4 separate regions of the Zea mays genome follow, and regions 2, 3 and 4 are each linked to region 1. The links are chromatin contacts, called in public Hi-C maps. All regions are on one chromosome and are shown on one strand. The core of a region is the stretch at or near the end of the contact, and the rest is flanking DNA. Distances in the headings are between cores, read along the strand shown.

The links. Hi-C and Micro-C count contacts between places; a contact is called where the count stands out from the background.
Region 2: a Hi-C map of leaf shows a contact between it and region 1, with 3 times the contacts expected there. The contact joins the promoter of LOC103637903 here to the promoter of LOC100191389 in region 1. A contact is called at or near these places in 11 of 25 Hi-C or Micro-C datasets (ear, endosperm, leaf and 2 more).
Region 3: a contact with region 1 is called in a Hi-C map of tassel, with 2.5 times the contacts expected there. The contact joins the promoter of LOC100281443 here to the promoter of LOC100191389 in region 1. A contact is called at or near these places in 2 of 25 Hi-C or Micro-C datasets (ear and tassel).
Region 4: a Hi-C map of leaf shows a contact between it and region 1, with 5 times the contacts expected there. The contact joins the enhancer-like site here to the promoter of LOC100191389 in region 1. A contact is called at or near these places in 3 of 25 Hi-C or Micro-C datasets (leaf and tassel).

The regions. Positions count from the first base shown.
Region 1 is chr9:9,950,169-9,952,858 of Zm-B73-REFERENCE-NAM-5.0, forward strand. LOC100191389 (Aminotransferase-like plant mobile domain family protein) reads left to right here and starts at 1,334. Exons shown (of 4, transcript NM_001136823.2): 1 at 1,334-1,401.
Region 2 is chr9:10,290,363-10,293,052 of Zm-B73-REFERENCE-NAM-5.0, forward strand. LOC103637903 (putative transcription elongation factor SPT5 homolog 1) reads left to right here and starts at 1,389. Exons shown (of 22, transcript XM_008660913.3): 1 at 1,389-2,040. The coding sequence starts at 1,686.
Region 3 is chr9:9,661,044-9,663,733 of Zm-B73-REFERENCE-NAM-5.0, forward strand. It overlaps LOC100281443 (GTP binding protein), which reads left to right and starts at 1,359. Exons shown (of 1, transcript NM_001154361.2): 1 at 1,359-2,690. The coding sequence starts at 1,649.
Region 4 is chr9:10,225,368-10,228,057 of Zm-B73-REFERENCE-NAM-5.0, forward strand. No RefSeq gene overlaps it. Among protein-coding and RNA genes, the nearest start is that of LOC103637903, 65 kb to the right of the region's middle. Within about 2 kb of position 1,379, at least 17 of the 20 cell types and tissues checked have an H3K27ac peak or open chromatin away from gene starts, as enhancers often do. A contact at or near this core is called in leaf and tassel, where this site is marked.

The DNA of each region.
Region 1 (2,690 bases), core at 84-2,583:
CCAGGCTTGCACCATGGGACCCGCCATGCATCACCACGAGGACGTCAGCCACGAACCACTGCAGGGATAAGAACAACAAGTGGCATGGAGCGCTACTTCACGCAACCAGAAGAAGGGGGTCCGGGCAACAGATGAAAGACTTCTTCTCTCTCTCTGAAGAAGGAACAATGTAAGCTCTGACCCTTGGGATATAAAAGGGAAGGATCCTCTTCCTCTCATAAGGATAGGCACACAAGCACACTTGTCGTAACACGTTCAAAGCAATACTATGATCAACACTACACTGGAGTAGGGTGTGAATCCGAACCAGTATAAACCCCATGTCCCAAATTCTTCATTTGAGTCCCAGCGATTTACCATTCGGAGTGAGTCCACGCTAGCACCCCTCGCGAACACAAATCTTACTGCACCCTGTTTTCCGGAACCACGACAAGAACAATATTCTTGGCTGAACGGTTGTTGTTCCATCTATAGTACACAATTTGTACATTCACTTGAAATTGTCACAAAGAGAAATTTGTTTATAGTTCAGAAGAAAAGTGTTATAGCTTTATGAGATAAAAATTCTAAGTTCTTGCAATTGCTCTAGGTTTAAAGTGAAAATGGTTTCTAGTTTTAGAATTATTCAACCTTAATAAAAATAAATAAAATTGTTCCATTTACTTATTTACAACACAAATTAGGTAAATATTATTATTGTTCTCTTAGGGGGTGTTTGGATCCATTTATTTTGGAAGAATTAGAATTTACTTAATAAAGTAACCTATTTAGCTTGGAGTTTAACATTCCAACACTTTTCAAAGTTTAAATATAAGTTTATCTCAAATTCATGGGGTGGAGGATGAAAAATGATTTTATGCATCAATAGAATTTGTTTCTACCCTATAATTGATAGGACAATCTTCGACTCACTCATCTATATTAAAAATGTAGTACATAAATATCTCCGACATCTTGCTAATAATAGTATACAAATATATTTTGTATAAAACTAAATTAGCTTAATGATATATGCCTAAATTACTATTATTAGAATAAAATTCAATTCTTAGAATAAAACGAGACGTTATTTGAAATCAATACCCGACTACCCATGAGAAGTATCCATTGGAGAGAATAAATACGAAATCAATAAGAATAAAATGAGAGAGAAAAACGAAGAATTGTTTTTTAAAATGTGAAAAAAAGGACCCAAGAGAAGGCTCGTGCGGGTACGCTTTCCTGGGCCCAACAACCCCGGACCTGGGCTGTACGTCGCATCACGGATTGACGCTTCACCCCGTGTGCGTTCTGTGCCCCCCCAGGACTGGGTGGGCTGCCGCTGCCGACGCAACCTACGCCGCAGCCCTAGCCAGAGCCGAGGCCTTCATCGGTATCTTCTCCGGCGACGAGCACCCACAGGTATTTCCACCCCTTTCTCTTCCCTTCTGTGCGAAACCGAGCACCCAAACCCTAACTTAAATCAATTTGGCTATTTGATGCATACTAGCTTCGAACATTTTGCAAAAATTATCGGCTGTTCATGTGTTCATCGATGTCCCTTTACTGGGTCTACCCCTGGTGCTAGTAGTTCCAGTAGCAGCTGCTAGCCGCTTCTGTTTACAGTATTTGTTTCGATGAACACGTGAAAGATAATTTGAGAAGTAACCCTGTGGATGAACACTCGAACAATTGCTAAGCGACAGTTCCTTCACAAGCTAAGGTTAGTGATAATAATCAGCCTTCCAGACAATGGATCATGATCGTAAAATCAAATTGTAATTTCATTGAATATTTTGTTATTCCCATTATGTCACGCATGCCCAAGCAATTTCAATCAATATCGATAATGTGACTTCTTTTATTTTGACTGAGCATTTTTTTTCTGGCTTGGGAAATCGGAACAAGTTGAAAGATTTTGGCTCCACCACTGGCACCTGCATCATGGAGACGTGTCTGCAATGGTTCTATGTTTTATTGGATTGATGTTTGGATTTGTAGCACCTGAGTTCATTAGGTCTTTTCTTGAATTCAGCATTTCAGTGTCTAATATATTATCTTGAATAATATTATGAACTTCAACTTCTGTTTTCTTGGGTGTTCTATTCTTTTATTTTGGGTATCCTATTTTGGCAGCATCCTGCTGCCTTGTTTTTTAGTGTGGGTCTGGGATTTACGTTAGGGTGGTACTTTCAGAACATTCGTTTTTGAGTGTGGGTCTGGGGTTCATGTTGGGGTGGTACTTTGAGAACATTCCTTTTGCCTGTGGAATTTCTACTGCTCACTGAGTAAAGGTGAAAGCACAACTGAGCTCATAAGGGCTCATGAGATGGTGAAAGAAGCAGACCACGTGACAATTTAACAGAGTGCTGGACTGAGCTATTGGTATCAGATACATGTGCTATTTAGCAAGGGGAAGAAAACTAATGATAGGTGGGTAAACTCAGCCTTAGAAAATCTGTTGCCCTATCCTTTGCTTACCTATTCTTTACAGGCAGCGACCTATCTCGTGTTTCTTAAACCCAGCTACCTTGGCAAATAGTTCTATTCCAGGACATTTGACCAAGCCTATTACTTATTTTACCTAGTAACTGACCGGTGCTTTTGTGAAAAACACGTATCAACTATCTCGTGCTTGGCTATTTCTGGCACCTTGCCCTGGCTAGACATGTGAATCCCCTCACCACCAATCTAACTACAAGGTCTTTTTT
Region 2 (2,690 bases), core at 139-2,638, 340 kb after region 1:
TTCTTTCTGTCCCCATCTTTTTTTATGCTTTCTAATTTGTGGGAAGGGTTTTTGGTAACACCCATTGCGTGGGAGCAACGAGTGTTACATAAATACCCCCAACCACCACAACTCCAAGCATCCAAGTTTTCTGAGTATCACATTCAATACAAGAGCTCTAGCATTCACTACAAGACACAATACAAGAGATCAAATCCTCTCTAAGTTCCAAATTCACTCCAAACACTTAGTGGCTTGTGAGAGAGATTTTTGTGTTCATTTGAGTTCTTGTCGTTTGGATTGACTTTCTTTTTTTCTCATTCTTATTCTCAAGTGCTTTGTAAGCGAGGCAAGAGACACCAAGTGTGGGTGGTCATTGCGGGGGTCTTAGTGACCCGTGAGATTAAGGAAGAAGGCTCACTCGGTCTAAGTGACCGTTTGAGAGATGTAAAGGGTTGGAATAGATTCGGTCTTTGTGACCTTCTCAACGGGGACTAGGTTCTTTGGAACCGAACCTCGGTAAAACAAATCACCGTGTTCACTCACCTTATTTCTTGGTTGATTTGTTTTCCCTCTCTTTGCGACTTGAGTTTAACTCTAACCATAACCCCGACCTTAGTGCGTGTTTAAGTTTATAAATTTTATGTTTCGTCTATTCACCCTCCTCTAGGTGACTTTCAGGTAGCACTGGCTTTTTGAGGCTTGGTTCAAATGGAATTAATCTGGTCTATCTTATGTTGAATCAAGTAATTTAAGCCTAGTGCACATATACGACTCAATATCGTGACAATACTAGTGAAGCCCAAATGTTCTACATATGCAAGTGCAAATACCGAGTTGTGAATGATTGAATATATATTTGGTGGCTTGAAAATATTTGAAGTTGAAAGCTTGCTATTGGGTGATTATGAGCCATATACAAATACAAGGTATATTATTTGTTTGATCAATTTATTTAGTTGTTTGAATTGGATATATACACTTGTTTGCTCGCATAAGATGAGAATTGATTGAATGTTTAGTAATCAAAATTGGATTGATTTGTGTCGGATAAGTTTATAAGACTTGTTTTTGGTAAGTGTATTGTAAGTTCGATTCACAATGTGTTGAAACATGTCCATTTGACAAAATTTAAGTGAGATGTGATTATAGACATGTTTGAGTGATAAAATCATATCGGATTGGTTTGAAATTTAGAGCCTGTTTGGTAGGCTGACTCGGGATCCACACCGCGCCACACTCCAGCCGCCGCGGGTGTGCGGCGTGCTGTGGCGTCGCAGTCGCCTATCAAACAGGCCTTTAGTGTTGTGATATTAAATTATGTGCAGATAATGACACCTGTTGTGATATTATTTCTTGACGCTGCTTTACCATGAGTCCAGGACGGCGACGAGCTCTCTCCGCAACGGCGTTCAAAACATGAGCAGTCTTTGCAAGAAAAACACCCTGCCAGGGCCGGCTCAATTCATGTCCCGAAACCAGCCCACTCTGGCCGCGAATCTCAGCGCTCCGGACAGGAATCCAACGGCCTTGGTCGACGGCAGCCTTACGCGCGGCTTCGCGGAGTTGCGAGGCGGCTCGGCTCTACACCCTCGCGCTCGCCGCTCTCGGTCTCGCCTCTTCTTCGCTCACACGATTCGCCGCGAGGAGTTTCCCCTTCCGCTGCGTGCATCCCGCGAGAGCTCGAAAACCTAGCCGCAAAATCGATGGCTCGGCGCGGCCACGACGACGACGACGACGAGGTCGATGAGGAGGAAGAGGAGGATGCCTATGACCTGGACGACGACGAGGATGAGGATGAGGAGGACGACTACGAGGAGGAGACGAGGCGCGGGAAGGCCTCCCGCGGCGGCGGCGGCGCCAAGAGCGGCGGCGGGCGGAAGCGGTCGCGGGAAGACAACTTTATCGACGACTCGGCCATCGAGGACGAGGACGATGAGGATGACGACGGCGGTGGCCGACCGAGGAAGAAGGGTGGCGGCGGGGTGCGAGGATTCTTCGACGAGGAGGCCCAGGTCGACGAGGATGAGGAAGAAGAGGACGAAGGAGAGGGCGAGGACGGTGAGTGGTCGCCCTATTTTATTGCGTCATGATGCTTCGTTTAGCACTTAGGTGGTGTTTCTGCGGCTTTGTTGAGATCTGACCTAATTTGGTCGATTTCCAGAACTGGATTTGGGGATATAGTGAGAAACTAGCAATTTCTATAAACACTTTATGCGCTGGATGGATCCACCTCATTTGTTTTGTTTCCATGACTAGGTAGTAGCTGCAGGTTGGCAAGAAATTTAGTTCCATAGCAGTTGTGCAGCTAAAGCAGCTGATTTTGATGTTCGCCTCTGCTTCAGACTTTAAAATGGAGTGTAGTCATGTTTAGATATATTCATATATTGATAGAGGTGCACCCTTGGCGATGGTGATTAGTAAGAGTATTTTTTTCTAGATAAAAAAGTTAGCTGAAGTGCCCTCCGAATATGTTTCGTGTGCAAATCCTGTCTTAATTATCTGTTCAGTTGATAATTTGCTTTGTTGTTCAACCTCAAGTTTATATTAGGTAACCTTTATATAAGCTTATAGCAATGGTGGCCAGACCTAAGTTTTTTTTGGGTATAAGGAACCAGACCTAGTTGGATGGTATTGTGGCAAACTTGATGCAATGGCCTGAACTTGCACTGCAGTTGGAGACTTGTATTTGTTCTGCCAGATCATTTCAA
Region 3 (2,690 bases), core at 109-2,608, 290 kb before region 1:
TTCGGGGAAGGAGATACCCAACGCTTAAAACGCTCATGACTAGTCCTTCCACACAACCAATTAGCGAAAAGAAGGTATCGAGAGTCAAATTTATCAGGACCGTCAATCCACTGGAAAAAGAAACACCTCAGGTGCTCCTAAAATAATGGAACGAAGCATTATTGCACATCTAGTAAACAAAAAATCGGACAATATTAAGTCACAAGTCATAAGCTACGTACGTTAAAACCGCCAAAAAGGTAGAAGCAGCGAGCAGCCGTGTCTGGATGTTTCGATTAACATACCCAAGCCAGTCTGCCACAGTCATAGTTAGGCACAGGAAGTTCAGGAGGAACAGGAGCATCCTTACTAGATACGTCCGGATATAACTCCCGAGGACGACCTCTCTTCTGCCACAACGCCTCCCGGTACATGTCTTTCATCTAAGAAACTATTATAATTAACACTTGTACCTAATAGACTTTATAATCGGTTTACACAAACTATCAAATCAAATGTACTCATCATATTAACGATACTCTATATTTTATAAGCAACATTGGAAACTAATAATCGAAAAATTACAACCCAATATACAAAATGAATCAGTGAGACACCATACCTTGGTCTACGAAGTGTTGCAACTCGAAACTTTGAATACAACAACTTTTGACGAAGTTTTGAATTGAGGGGAGATGTGGTCTACTCGGCCAGCAGCGCGGCCGTTTTATAGGCCTCCGTAGCTCGGCGCCAAGATCTGTGGCGCCGAGCTACGGCGCCGCGTCGACGCCACGTCAGCCCTAGCCGCAGGAGCCGTTAGTGCCACGTCACAGCTCGGCGCCATAGGCTATGGCGCCGAGCTGTGTTACCTCGGCGCCATAGCCTATGGCGCCGAGTATCAGGTCCAAAAATGCATTTAAGTTTTCTGGGGGTCTATTTGTAAATTTTTGTCAAAAAAGGGTTAAAAACAAAAAATTCGGCTGGAGCTACTGGTATCCGAGACACTGTGACTGTAATTCTCCAGGTGCTACATTGTTCTTATGAACAACAAAAGGATTTCTTAACCACGAAGAGTTGTTTTCCTTGTCACTTCCAACTTCAAAGCCGCCTCTTGTGCCAAACTAATTCTCCCATCCTCTTTCTGCGATCTTACAGGATACTAAAGAATCACAGCATCGGTACAGGAATTTGAACCGATTTTACACTTCCTCGTCTCATCAACCATCTTGAAAGCAGTGGCGGAGGCCCGGCCCGGCCCAGCCAGCCCAGCCACGTGCCCAGAATTTGGCCTGCTGTGGCCCAGCAAGAATCGGCTGCCAACCCAACCCGCTGCGCTAAGCCGCTAGTTGGCTAACTCGCCCTCACCGCGTCACGCCGTCACTCCCGCCCACACCGCCGCGCCCCCAGCGCCTGCCCGCGCCAGCCAGGTGCGCCCTCGCCTCAGCCCGCGTCGGCAAGGCGCACTCCCGCCCCTGCCCGCTCCGGCCAGGTGCGCCCTCGCCTCAGCCCGCGCCGGCAAGGCGCACCCCCGCCTCAGCCCGCGCATGGCAGAAATGTATTTCTGACTCCTTTCAGTTTACTTCCCTGACCACCTTGCTTCTACCGAAGAGTTTCCACGTCACTGCAAAATCACTTGTCCCTCAAACCCTCCTATCAGAACCACGATTCGATGCATCGCCTTGCCCGCCCAGTCTACACCCTGCTCAACTCCTCCATGAGGAGTGGTCCCTGCGGGCTCGCCACGGACGCACAAGGGCTGTTCAACGGAATGCCTCCACCGAAACTGCCAAGCCACGCGCTGTTTGGCCATGCCTGCCAGGTGCTCGGCCGAACACACGTTTCACAGTTTTGTACCGTGGCTCGGCAGTCCACGGATGAGCGCGCTAGTGCAGAGCCACTGCGATTCACAGTCACACCGGGTGACGCCTTTGGGGATGGCCCGCCTGTGGGCATGTCAGAGGCTGCTAAGATGGTGTGTCGTATTGTATCCACGCAGCCAGAACCAAAGATCGCGTCGACACTTGATGCGCTTGGGGTGGCCGTGTCCCCAGAGCTGGTAGCTGAAGTGCTCAAGAACTTGAGCAATGCTGGGATGTTAGCACTTGCCTTCTTCCGCTGGGCAGAGAGGCAGGAGGGCTTCAGTTACACGGCTGAGGGCTTCCACAACCTGATTGAGGCGCTGGGAAAGATCAAGCAGTTCAGGCTGGTGTGGAGCTTGGTGGAGACCATGCGGTGCCGGGGCTTGCTATCTAAGGACACATTCAAGCTCATAGTCCGAAGGTACGCTCGGGCTAGAAAGGTCAAAGAGGCTGTTGAGACATTCGAGAAGATGAGCATTTTTGGGCTTAAAACTGAGTTATCAGATTACAACTGGCTGATTGACACGCTAAGCAAATCCAAACAAGTGAAGAAGGCGCAAGCCATCTATAAGGAGATGAAGAGGAAGGGTAAGTTTGTACCTGATTTGAAAACCTACACTGTCCTCATGGAAGGTTGGGGCCATGAGAAAGATCTGTTGATGGTGAAAACAATGTACCAAGAAATGATTGATGCTGGCATCAGGCCTGATGTTGTTGCCTACGGGATGCTGATTAGCGCCTTCTGCAAGTCTGGCAAATGTGATGAGGCCATCAAGGTGTTCTACGAGATGGAAGCAAGTGGTTGCATGCCAAGTCCTCATGTCTACTGCATGCTTATCAATGGCCTTGGCT
Region 4 (2,690 bases), core at 129-2,628, 280 kb after region 1:
GTACTTTCCACCCGTTTACTCATCATCGTTATATTATCCTGTTCAAACATGGAATGGTATAATGATGAATCCATGGTACATGTATAGTCCCTTTGTCTATCCAGACTGGGGGGCATCTCCATGCTATTCCTTTTGATCCATTGACCAAATGGTCATGGCCGAGAAGGATACAATCTGAAACAGCCTTTATACATTGGTGCTTTATTGAATGATCTCCATGTTGAAAAGCCGATGACTTACATCAGGTTTAGTTCATATGCTTTTGGTTCATCAACCTTCACCAAAAGGCAGGGGTCATATGTTTAATGCTAAAAAGAGCAGTGCAGACGGTCTGCCCCCGAGGCCGGACGGTCCGCGGTCCGGACAGTCCGCGGTGGTGGCGCGGACAGTCTGCGCGTGCGCAGAGTCAGTTAGGGTTCCTAGTTTCCTGCGGGATTTGTTACCTAAAACCGCGGGGTTAACTCGGAAATCAGTTTGAAGCGGATCCAGACATCCCCCTTTATATAGATGAAGGGCTACGGCCGATTGAACCCCCATCAATCGAATAAATACTACTTCTATTTCGCATTTATTTTCAGTACAATTAGGAGTAGTTCTAGTCTAGTTCTAGTTTAGCCCCTCGATCCTCAAACTCTCCGCTTCTCTTCGACTCTACGTCGATTAGAGGAGTCTAGGTCGGCCGGCCCGAGCCTAGACAACTCCTAGGATCTCTCCTCCCCGACGGGGTCCCTCCCGGGAGCGAGATCCAGGCGCCGTCGGCGATCTTCCGCCGCCCCTGCGTACGTGCGGACCGTCCGGCCCCAGGGCGCGGACCGTCCGGCCGTCAGGCAGGAGCCCTAGCCTTGCACTAGGCCGCGGACCATCCGGCCCCTGTGCGCGGACCGTCCACTCTTGTGCAGAGAGCACCGCCACGCCTCGCACCAGGCCGTGGACCGTCCGCCTCTGTGCAGAGGGCACCGACACGGTTCTTGTTGAGTGTTTGGCGCTCCGAAAAGACATCAACACTTACTAAATTAAACAAATTAAATAATATGAACTTCGTTGTGCCGTACCGTTCCAAACCCGGTACATGCGGGTGCTCAATGGGCCAAAATTTAAGGTTCAGTCTAAGTTCGTCTTCAGATCATACTAACACGATCCATATTATTTTGTGGTGAGCATGTTTTTAAGCTCATGTTTTTAGACCGTGCATATGCATGTGGATGTGGTGGCAAAAAGACTGGTCCATATTTCCACCACTCACTCTCGCTCCTAGTACTGCGCGTCTACGCTACGCCTACGCTTGGGGGATGGGGGTCGTCTCACAAGGACGAGCGGTCCACGGCACCACGTACTACCGGCCGGCAGGCATCAGGCTAAAAAAATGCATGAATCGCGCAGTCTTGCCGCCTGGCGTGGCGTGGGCGGGCGGCCGAGCGTTCCAAAGCACGCATGCGCCGTGCGGGGAACCGGACCCCGAAGAAGAACGAAGAATTTGCTGGGCCAGGAGTGCGCGCGCATGGACGCTGTCCTTGTCCTTTTTGTCCACGTTCCCTGCTCCTCTATGCAGATGCCGGCAGTCATTTGATGGGCCATGCACGGGTCAATTCGTATTCGCTCTGGCTCACTTCAGAATTTTTGAAGCGGCGCGGGTGTACGTAGTGCGGTGGGCCGAGTCAAGCAGCTGTTGCAGAGCACGGCTGGGCCACCACCGCTCACTCGTTCCTGAGCGTGGTGTACTGCTTGCTATGGATAAAGACGGTCGGTGGTAGACGCCAGAGCCGTTTCCGTTTTCATTTTTTTTTTACCAAAAACAAAATCAACGATATTGACAATATGATAAGTTCACAGTATAATAAATTCACACATATTTTATGAGTCCACGATTTATAAGTTCGCGAGTCCACAATTCCCAAGCTCGAAAGGTCACGAAGCATTACACAACAAATATAATAAGAAACATCCATAACATCCATGCTGCATTATCGTCATCTAGGTCATCACCAGCGAGCCCACAACGATGCCTCGGATCCATCATCATTATCACCATCATCTATGTCTCCATCCTACATTTTGTTGGAGAAATATAGGGTTAAACCACAACTATTGTTTAGCTAATGTTTCGTGCGCAAATTATACTATAAAATAAAGGTAAGCTGGCCTTAAGTGAAAGATCTCTAGCAAGACCATATTAGGACCAGATCACGGTTTCTACGTGCACATAAAAATTGCAACGTTAACCAAATAGTGCCACTAGCATGAGTGAATGGGCATTGCAGATCACAATTCACATATAGTACCTTGCACAAGAGCAGCCGGTTTTTCAAGGAATTCAAGAGCTATTTTTTTTAATAAGGAGATATGGCAAAGAGTGAGCCTTTGCTGAGTGCCGCTCGATGGGCACTCGACACAGGATCTGACGCCGTCACTTGGCGCTGTGACGACGACATTTCTTTGACGAGTATCGAGTGGCATTCGACAATGTCTTGACCGAGTGCCTGATAAAAAGTATTCGGCAAAGAAAACATTGTCGATGTACAGTTCATCGAGTCTTCTTTGCCGAGTATTTTTCAAGCTTTGCATAGTGCTTAAGACACTCGGCAAAGGAGCTATTTCCGGTAGTGTGTAGAAGCTTCCTATGTGCGTAGTTGACTAGTTGCGCAAGTTTGTGTGATATTGCTAACTAGAATTATTTAGGTAATCTCATACTA